Linked DNA regions of Zea mays: region 2 is linked to region 1. A link is a contact called in public Hi-C data. All regions are on one chromosome and are shown on one strand. The core of a region is the stretch at or near the end of the contact, and the rest is flanking DNA. Distances in the headings are between cores, read along the strand shown.

Evidence for each region. Hi-C and Micro-C count contacts between places; a contact is called where the count stands out from the background.
Region 2: a contact with region 1 is called in a Hi-C map of endosperm, with 2.4 times the contacts expected there. The contact joins the promoter of LOC100281794 here to the promoter of LOC100383484 in region 1. A contact is called at or near these places in 2 of 25 Hi-C or Micro-C datasets (ear and endosperm).

The regions. Positions count from the first base shown.
Region 1 is chr6:107,928,287-107,933,724 of Zm-B73-REFERENCE-NAM-5.0, forward strand. LOC100383484 (putative subtilase family protein) reads right to left here and starts at 3,120. Exons shown (of 11, transcript NM_001176132.1): 1 at 2,916-3,120; 2 at 2,698-2,804; 3 at 2,464-2,561; 4 at 2,115-2,273; 5 at 1,693-1,810; 6 at 1,084-1,609; 7 at 906-1,000; 8 at 576-818; 9 at 379-493; 10 at 89-275; 11 at 1-8. The coding sequence starts at 3,005. LOC111589529 (a long non-coding RNA gene) reads left to right here. Exons shown (of 2, transcript XR_002748570.2): 2 at 2,164-3,617.
Region 2 is chr6:108,155,420-108,160,857 of Zm-B73-REFERENCE-NAM-5.0, forward strand. LOC100281794 (VQ motif family protein) reads left to right here and starts at 2,305. Exons shown (of 1, transcript NM_001154714.2): 1 at 2,305-3,206. The coding sequence starts at 2,407. The coding sequence ends at 2,976.

The sequences.
Region 1 (5,438 bases), core at 1,870-4,369:
TACGGTTGCTGCAAACAAGATTCATGAGTCGACAGGTTGCAACACTAGTTTGTCATCTTCGGAGATCTCAGGTTACGCGCTAATATACCTGTTGTCATGATTGCCGATTTGATGCCTGAAGGAGACCATGACGGATACACGCTCTTCACGAGAGCTGCTATTCCTGTAACGTGCGGACATGCCATGGAAGTTCCAGATAGAACGTTGAAGCGCATACCGTTCTTGGCAGGAGACCACGCCGCCAAGATGTTCAGCCCAGGAGCAGCAACATCTGGCTACAAAAAAAAAGCACACATGGAGAAGAAACTGAGGAGGACGTCAATCAGTTTATTTATCACCTGTATTAGTCTTTCCCAGCGGTTTAGTGCTAGTCGTTACCTTCAGAATCTCAGGTGTCAGTGAGCTCGGACCTCTCGAAGAGAACGCCGCTACTCGCGGGGCGTCTCGCAGCCCTAAGACCGTCTTTGCCGGCAAGATCAGTGTGCAGGCACGCCTGTAGAATTGCTATTAGACAAAAAAAGATTGGCATGCCAATGAAATGCACGCTTTCCTATATATAGTAAAGTTCAGACAACCTTGTGCTCTTGACATAAGAAACAATTTTATCACCCATGGCTTTCCCAACAGTTACTCCAGGCACAGCAAAGCGATTAGCGACATGATCCTCCATCTCATCGATGAGGATCATCCCAGCCGCACCAGCTTCCTTCACAACCATGCTCGTCGATAGACGTGACTCGGAGGAGCCTTGGTTACGGCGGCAGATAAGGATCTTTCCCTTGGCCTTGGTCCTGTTCAAAGAGCTATCCAGGCACAAGCTGACACCAAGTCCACAAGAAATTTTCAGTTGGGCTGACAATCCAAATCATGATTATCTTTCGAGATAATAGTTGTTTATTGTTTACCTGGACTGGTAAGGGGTGAAATAGCCTGCGTTGACTTCCGAAGCTGCGATGGTTCTGACGGGAGTTTCCATGCGGTACGTACTCAGGCTCTCACCCTTAATTAAGACCGCATATAATAAGTAGTGTTCCGCATATAAAGACTGGAGGCGTCGTTTTTAAGAGTGGGAAGGGAATTTACCATTACGGAGGTACCGTTTGCCAGGCTGACATACGAAGAGAACGATCTGTCAGTCGTTCCTGCAGCCACCGTGAGCATCCACGGCGCGAGGTTAGTCGCCGAGCCCTGTCTCCCGGCGTTCCCCGCCGAGGAAACGACCAGTATCCCGTTGCTCGTCGCGTGGAACGACCCGATGGATATGGCGTCGCTGAGGTAGTCGCCCTGGGGGTAGTCTGGGCCTAGCGACACAGATATAATGTCGACGCCGTCTCTGATGGCATCGTCGAACGCCGCGAGAATGTCAACATCGTAGCAGCCAGTTTCCCAGCAGGCCTTGTAGGCTGCAATCCTTGCCATGGGGGCTCCTCCCCGCCCTCCTCCGGTGCCCAGACCACCTCCGTAGCTCATGTCCCTGACAAACCTTCCGGCCGCTATCGAGGCAGTGTGGCTGCCATGCCCCGAGCTGTCCCTTGGAGATACGAACTTGATGGCGCCACCCTCTTCTGTTTGGTATCCGCTGAGGTAATATCTGCCTCCTATTACCTTCCTATCGTGCATGTTTGGGGGGTGGCTTTAGAAAATTCCAATGCTGGAATACCGTACCGTGGGTTGGTTTTAGAGCGTGTGTACCTGTTGCAGGTGAAATTTGACGGTGAGTTCGCGTCTCCTCCTTGGCATTGCCCTCTCCATCTTTTGGGAACCGGAGGCATCCCGTGGTCACTGAAACTAGGGGATTCTGGCCAGATTCCTGAGGAGGTAAAAAAAAAACAAAACAAAACAGTTAGCTAGAATTCCATGATTTTGGTTTCTATCGATCCGATGGTATCCTTTTTCGTTTCTGTCCGAACAGTCATTTGATGGCCAAGTCGGTCGAACATGAAAACACAAACATCATGCCTTGTCAGTTTGTAAGCTAGAACACAACTGGAACTAATATGGTGGAAGAGAAGATATATATTCTTTTGGTGTCACATGATCTGACTGAAGAATGCGAGTTCCAGTTTGAACCTAGCTAGCTTAGTATACATGTTACTGCAATTGTACTCCATCACCTGTATCGATGAATCCAACAATGACGTTCTCCTGGTTCTCGGTGGACAGTCCAGGGACCTGACCCTCTGCACTGGTGGACAAGCCCATGAAATCCCAGGAATGGGTGGTGCGCAGTCGCCTCTTTGTGTTTGGGAACACCGAGACGACGCCAGGCATCTCTGAAGAAATTGAAGACGCGCATCAGAATTATTAGGCGCCTTTTTGGCATCACAGCTAGCTAGACTCATTTAGGGGCCGTCTGTTTGGGAAATGAAACCCGTATAATCTACTCAGACTATGATGTAATCTAACTTGTTTTGGACCAAGATTAAATTCTAAAAGAGTAGCCTGTGTTGTGAAACTAATTACCGGCTAATCTGATGGCCTGCTTTTCGTTCAGTTTGGCCGCGAAGCCCTGGAAGCCGGCGCTGTAAGTGTAGACGTGTGATGCCTGCGCCTTCTCCGAGCTGCGGAGAGGAAGCGTCCGACTCAAGATATATATATACTGCTGCATGGAAACGGCACTGGGAGGTGGGAGCTAGCTAGCTAAGCCTAGGAGGGGTTATGGAGGAAGGAATTCAAATTAACGAGTCTGCTGTGGACCTGCCGTCGTGAACAGCCGTCAGCATCTGGCGGTGCAGCCCGGCGTGTCGTCGTCGACGGGGTGCCCTGTCGCCCTGCGGCGCTTTGCCCATGTAGACCACGTACACCTGAAGGAAGAGTTGGCATCATCCATCCATTTGCTAGCTACTACAGAAGTGCAGCTGACCACCACCGTGGAGATATAATATAAGCATATCGGCGTGCGTTGGAGTAGGCACCTGAGAGGCAGAGCAGCGGCGAAGGTCGTCGCCCAGTAGCGCCAGGGACAGCGCGAGGAAGAACATGGCTGTGCGTGGAGAAGAAGCCATGGCAGACACGGTCGGACACCAGCTAGCGCAGATACAGCGGGTTTGGATGGATTGGCAAGCGTGTACCGACGAGTACGAGAGACCTAGACACCCCACCAGCTGCTGTATATGTATGTATGTATGAGACTGAGACTGAGACTGAGACTGAGAGCTAGCAGCAGCCAGCAGCTTCCTGAAACCGCTGCCAAGTTTACTGGAGCAGAGAGCCTGCGCACTGACCGGAATCCCGGTTTGTTTGTGTGGCCGTTATTCCTGCGCTTTTCTTCGTCGGCCGAGATGGCAACAAGAGTACATAAATAAATGCGGACAAAGATGTCATGATGCGGTATGGGAGCCAAGGAGGGTCGGCTAGTGAGAGCAGACAAACAGGGCATCCGATCTTTGGAGATATACAAGGAACATGCATGTAGATTGTAGGGTGGCTGCTTGCTTTCGTGGACATACCTGTGTGTGTCATGTATGCAGATATGAGGTATAATAGGTGTATTTATTTCTTATTATTGTCGTAGATCGGTGTGCCACCTGCCATCGTGTGTCTATAGTCTATATATCTATCTATATATATAGATAGAGAGAGAAAGAATAAAGTGATACAAGGAGTATATATCTTTCTGTCAGAGCTGGATCTGTTTTCCCATCCTGCTCTTTTGCAACAGTAACTAAATTATTACTGCTACATCTATTTTATCCTGTGTGTACACGTCTTGTCAAGTGATAACGTGTACAGTATACAATAACACATTCTACATGCTGAGGGTCACGGTTCCTTTCCGTAAAGGCAGTGCGAGGGTTATATTCTTCTTCTTGTTAAAAATAATAATAAAAAAGAGAGGGTGATATCGTTCTGGAGGAACACAGTGCAGTGCAGCATCAGTTCCTTTTCCAGAGCCGCCGTTTTTACCCGTGACCTCGTGCCTCCGCGGCGCGTCCTCATCCGTCCAAACGGCACTGCACCTGCACGCGTTCCGTTGCTGCACGGTATGAGCTAGTGGAGTTCATACCGTTGGTGAGACATATCCTTGAGTCTTTTAGCTAGTAAAGCTAACGTACGCCATGTGCGCGGCATAGTTTGACGCAAGCTCGAGTGTATATATATAACCCAATGCCAGTAGTAGGGTTAATAGTAGAACGCACAAGAGGCGACGCATAGTTTTAAGCTCGTTGGCGGCGGCTTTTGTACCTTTTTTTCATAAAGAAAAAATTCTTTTAACTACGGGCCTGCTTTTATGCTCCCTTGTCCTAGTGCTTAATCCATAACTGCTTAACATAATCGTCTTTCGACCGTAGCCTCGACCGTTGTTTTCTCTTTCTCGCATAGTCGTAGGTGCGAGCTCCGCGCCAAGTATTTGCTTATTTCTTTTATGTCAATGAACATGGTGAGATTATTTATGATACGATATTTCCCTTTTGATTATGATGATGATACTGTGACATTTAAGGGGACTCGAGCGGTTTCTCGAGTGCCTCTCCGTAAGTACTGGTTCGTTGGATGATCACCCAGGAAAACAGTACAACCATGAGGGTGGTATGTGACGCCCTTAGCTGAATAATTTGAGAAACCGAGATGTAGTTCGCTTCGTCGTCGTGCCGTCAATGGGGCTCGGTGTATGCGGCTCGCTCTGCCGAGGGTGGTTTACCCATTGGGGAGGAGTGTCGTACATTTAGGAAATCTAACGGGCGACTACAGCCTCAGGGAATCTTTGTAAAGGTTACATAGTGAAACCTTGCCGATTCACCTTGGTAGTGTTTAAGGGTTTGATCGGTCCGAGGCAAAAAAGGAATCACGACTCGTGGGTAAAGTGTGCAACCTCTGCAGAGTGTTATAAAACTGATATATCAGCCGTGCTCGCGGTTATGAGCGGCATTGGGAGCTCCACTGATTAGAGACACATTGAATCAGAGATACTTTGTTTATAGATGATGATGAGGATAATCATTGTTCTTATGATTATGATTATGATTTCTGGTATTCTTTCTGTTTGAAAGGAGTACTTTTGGGTTAACAACTTGGGTTAATGCTAAAATATGGCTCTCTACTAGTAATAATTACCTGACCAACTAAAAGCAACTGCTCGATCTTAACCCCACATAAAGCTAGTCCACTACAGCCAAACGGGACAATTGCTGAGTATGTTGACGTGTACTCACCCTTGCTTTACACACCAAACCCCCAGGTTCTCCATATTGCAACTACTGCTCAGGAGAAGATGAAGTCGTGGTGGAGGATTTCCAGGAGTTCCAAGAGTACGATGAGTTCTAGGCGTGGATTAGCGGTAAACCCCCAGTCGGCTGCCTGTGAAGGCCGTGTTTAGCTACGTTTCGTTTTTGCACTTTGATATATGTTAATGACTATGTGGATGTCTCGGACATCATGATGTAATAAACTATTACCCTCTTTTATGTTATTATTTGAGCACTGTGTGATGATGTTCG
Region 2 (5,438 bases), core at 1,055-3,554, 230 kb after region 1:
ACTTGTAGATGATAGATGTGAGAGGCTACAAAGAGACAGTTTTGCATCCGGATGCATATAATTTTCCCCCACCATCTCCTTTGTCTACATTTTGTTACCTCTCATTTACACCACTTACATTGGTTTAAAGATTTCAATTGGTCAAGTACTTTCGCATATCCCTCCCTCCAAAATTAAGATGTTGGATATGCGTCACAGTTGACAGTCCTACCTTTTAGTAGCTCCAAATATCAAATGCAGGTCCCAACTATGTGTCCAGAAGGGGTCTTAATTAGGCTGCCTCCAACATGCGGCAGCTAAAAGAAGCAGGCATTCAGCATGTTGACTGACATAGATGTTTTAGCTGTCCATCTATAATATAACACTTTCCAATGGTATAGCAAAAATAGCTTGTTTCATGCTCACTGACAAGAATGGCCCACCAATTTGCATCAGAGATGTCTGCTCGGTTCCTGCCCAGCCATAATAGCTTTTCTCTCACCTGCCATAGAATTTGGCTGCTCTGTTTGGCTACTCTGTTGGATGGAAAATACATGATGCTACAGTGAATATGAGTAGCCATAATAGCTTTGCATACGTTTTTAGCTGCTCCGTTGGAGATAGCCTTAGAGTTGTACATTTTTGTATCGTAGTATACGATTGTCTCCACCCAACCACCAGGCAGAAAGGTTAGGTTTAGAAAATTGTACAAGTTGATTTTTTTGGGGTCAATTTCAGAAGTCAACACACAGGGGATGCTAAATAAATCGGCAGTCCTTATCATGAAAGAGAGTTTCTGGAAATTCAGGAGCAGTTGTTTCATGTGTGAACTTGAACTATGAGATGTGGTAGTATGTAATTTAACCATTACGTTGGTACCAACCTATAAAGAAGTCAGGCACGCATGACATGCGGAGAGGTAAATTTTGCAATTTACATTGCATAGTTATCTTTTGGGATGAAGTACGACGAGATTATAAAAGAAGGTTCATGGAAGGTACGTAATAGTTACATGCATGCATCACTAAGGCACATATGATATTTATAAATGCGTCTATTTAACCATTGGAAACCCAAGTTGTTGTCCTTGATGAGTACCAGGGGGTGGCTAACCACTGAATTATCTCCTAATAAATTGTCAAACGAGACGCATTAATAAAGTTAGAAATTTTCTATTGGCTGGACCCAAGCCCATGAACTGAGTTTTTTTTTTAAAAAAAATGTGCAATTTATCAACCATCATGATCTCAAGCTGCGATGTGTCATGCAATGAGCATCAGCAAGTGCACTCTACACCTTAACGTTCCGTACATGGAGATTATTTACTTTTGAACGTAATGGCAAGAGCTTTATCTTTCAATTAAAAAGAGGAATATAATTGAGTGAGTTTTTTTTATAAAAAAGTCGGACCCGAAACCTACACAGAGTGCACAAACCACTTAGACAACAGTAGCCCCAACACAAAGTCGATCTAAAGTCATCGTTGTCGGACTCAATACAAGGGACGAGCAGCTCTAACTCCAAAAGACAGGCCACACATGGTCAAAGGAACTTAACGACGCATATACCCAAAATCCGACACAAGAGGAAGACTGCGGTGCGCCGTCGTTGCCAAACCTCAACACCTCACACGAGGCAGCTCCAATTCTTGACCAACGAGCATGATCCTTCGCCCCGCCTCTAGTATTTGCCCAACATCCAAAACAATTCGAGCTACGAAGAAGGGGGTTTCGCCTCAAGTCATCGTTGCCGAGCCACATCCGCTGACGTAGCAGCTTCGACTTCATGTTGCAAAATGCAGAACCCCGTCTTCACCTGCATACCAGACGCCGAGAAGCGAAAGCAATGATCGAAGGTGACGTTGAGGCCGAGACGAACTTCAATAGCGATGCCTTGAAGGAGGGGGAGTGAACTTCAATAGCGATGCCTTGTATGCTGGGCTAGCTGATACATGTGTGCTTGACCCAACTGTAAACTCATAATTAAGGCCAAGGGTTACATCGTCTAAACATGTGAGGTACTAAATAGCAAGTTGGTGATACTTGGACAGGGATAGATGCAGCCCTTCTGAATCCCGATCCTTCCTACTGGTTTCCCCCCAAATCCACACAGGCAGGTGCAGCCGTGCAGGCAACCCCTCCAAACCACTTTCCACTAGGCCGGCTGCTGCGCCTGTTTCCAGTCGTCCCCATCAAGCAAGTAGACCTACTTGTCCCAAAAGGACATGGAAGCTGATCAGTGTGTACTATATGCAGGCACTAATTGCAAAAGGGCACGACGATCTACCTTATATAAACAACAACCAAGCTCATCCTACTACACCAAAACCACAGCATCACCATCGTCCTCTTCTCTGCACCCGCTTCCCTGTTGGTTGTGCCGCTGCTACCTAGCTTGTCTCCACCCACACCCGCACCGCGCACATCAATGGGGGAGCACAACAACGATGGGGTGAGCAGCACATCAACCATGAGGACGGCACGCCCTCGGACGCCGACGATGCTGCCGCCGACGCGGCCCAAGATAAAGATCATCCACATCATCGCGCCGGAGATCATCAAGACCGACGTCGCCCACTTCCGGGACCTCGTGCAGCGGCTCACCGGCAAGGCTGCCTTCTGCGCCGCCACCGACGTCGTCACATCGACGCCGCCGGTAGGTGAGGACGATGAGACGGAGACGTCCAAGAAGAGGCCGAGGCCGGCACTGGCTCCGGTGGCCAACGACGAGAAGAGCGGTTTTACGGTGCAAGTGCAAGAAGAGACGGCGACCAAGAAGAGGAAGATCAAGTGCGAGGTGAAGGTGGAGGAAGGAGGCTTCGGTGGTTATGAGCTCGGCCGTAGCAACCTGTGGATGGACCTCAGCACGGGAGGAGGGTTCTTGAGCTTCCTGGAGGAGGACGAAGGCGTCTTCCAAGGCCTGGCTGCTGACATTGACTTCTTGCAGCCTTTTGGCTCGTCCAGGATGGACTTTGTTGGTGAAATGTACGCGTCTTGACAACAATTCCTAGGTCTAGAGCTTGAGGGATTTTTTTTTTTGGTGCGCCGTGAGTTGGTCGAGAGACTTGGACAGATTGGTCATCTGGGTGCTTATATTTCAGACAGTGAAGCGAATGTAAGCACCCAGATGACCAATCTAAGGGGGAAGAAACCAGGAGTGCAATGCCAATAGTGAATTATATGTGTGTAAGGGCCACTGGTGAAATCATATATAGTAAGATTGATCAATCTGGGGGCAGCTGGTCTCGCAATCCAAATGTGAGATGTGGACATGCAGCCAGAGAAAACTCTGATTAAATGCTGCCAAGGACATGAACAAACAGGTGGCTATGAATGTGTGAAAGTGCCAGACAATAATTTCTTTGATTGATGGGAATATGGTTTTTTATACCAACCCTCTCTCTCTATGTCAAGTCTCTTGCTCGTCTGGCTGGATCTATGTCAAGTCTCTTGCTCGTCTGGCTGGATTGGTGTTGTGCTTACAATATGCTGTGGTGTGTAAGTAGATAGGCTGGCAGAAAACGACTCTTGCATAAGATAATTAACAGGGCCCCTATCTAGCTAGGCACTAGGTTTGGCAGTTTAATAAGTGCTTGATGTTCTGCTAATACCCTAAACAAGAACCAGTTTATTTGTGTTCTTTTATTCAGCAAACACGTTATATGCGAGTAGAAAAGCCCTCCGATCCTAGCTAGAATGGTCCTTAAGGTCTTGTTCGTTTATGTCAGATTGCACCCGGAATCGTTCCAGCTAATCAAAGTTTATATAAATTAGAGAAACAATCTGGTTAGAAATTGTTTCGACACACCAATCCCAAACAACCGAACGGTACCTAATTAGTTTCCATTCAGCTCCATGCCAAACAATGAACATAAACTCTGGGAAAAAATATATCTTGGTTCTTTTATGACACATCATCTCCCTAGAAAAAGATCCTAGGGATGTCATCTGCAAGCTTCGAGGTTCGACTTCACTTTCTGCCCCTTGGAAAAAATTGCTTTCAGCATTAAACTAGTAAATGAGTGCTTGACTTGCCTCTCTGAAAGCGTCGCATCCATCGCCTCTCCGAGAGTAAGATGTTGGATATCCATCACAGTCGTCCTACCTTTTAGTACCTCCAAATATCAAATGCAGGTCTCAACTATATATGTGTCCAAAAGGGGTCTTTTAGAGTGGTACTTTTCTTTGTTTTGTAGTATACAAGTGTCTCCACCCAACCACCGGACAGAAAGGTTAGCTTTAGAAAATTGTACAAGTGGCTTCTTTTTAGTCGATTTCAGAAGTCAACACACACACGCACACAGGATGCTAAATAAATCACTTGTCCTCACCATGAAAGAGAGTTTCTTGAAATTCAGGCACGGGATAGATGCAGCCCTTCTGAATCCTGATCCTTCCTCCTGGTTTCCCCCAACCAAATCCACACAGGCAGGTGCAGTGCAGGCAACCCTTCAAAACCACTTTCCACTAGGGCGGCTGCTGCGCCTGTTTTCAGTATCTCTCCAGTCCCCATCAAGCAAGTAGACCTAGTACTTGTCCCAACTCCCAAGAAGAAATGGAAGCTGATCACTGTTCTAAAAGATCAGTGCACTATATGCAGGGGCACGTGGCTTAGATGGTCTCCAACAGCTATCCTATACCATCTGTTGTAAATGAATGCGACACAAATAGGATCAATCACAGAGAAGACACGGATTTAACGTGGAAAACCCCTCCAAAGTGAAGGGGAAAAAAACCACGGGCGCCGGCAGGCAACTTCTCACTATTTTCGGGTGGTTACTGATCGCAGGAGATTTACAATTGAGATAGATATCTCCTGCGGCTTACAAAGATATTTATAGAGGTGAAACCCTAAAACGCGGCCCAAGCCTCCCGGCGACGGGCCTCCGCTTCGCTCGCCAACTTGGCCGCCTTCTTCAGAATTTGGATCACAAACTCAACAAACTCCACCTTGAGACAAATTCCTTGTAGCATCATAATAGCAACCTCCACCTTAAACAAATGCATCATTATCTTGCCGGCGCCAACAGCCACTAAGGGCTAATTTATAATACCAACTAAGTTTGAGCATAGCTCAAACTTAGCAACAGAAACATGCTTCGTCATCATATCAGCTGGATTATTATCAGTACTGATCTTGCATACCTTCACCAACCCTTTTTCAATGATATCACGAATGAAGTGATAACGGATATCAATATGTTTGGATTTCTCAGTAATCATCTGATCTTTGGTGAGATGAATGGCACTCTGGCTATCACAATAGATGGTAATGCAAGATTTAATTCCACATAGCTCTGAATATATACCTTTCAACCATAAGGCTTCCTTAGTAACTTCTGCAATTGCCATATACTCAGCTTCTGTGGTAGACAAAGCAACAGTATCCTGTAAACGAGCTTTCCAACTCACAGCACAATCTCCAATAGTAAAGACATAACCTGAAAGAGATCTCCTCCT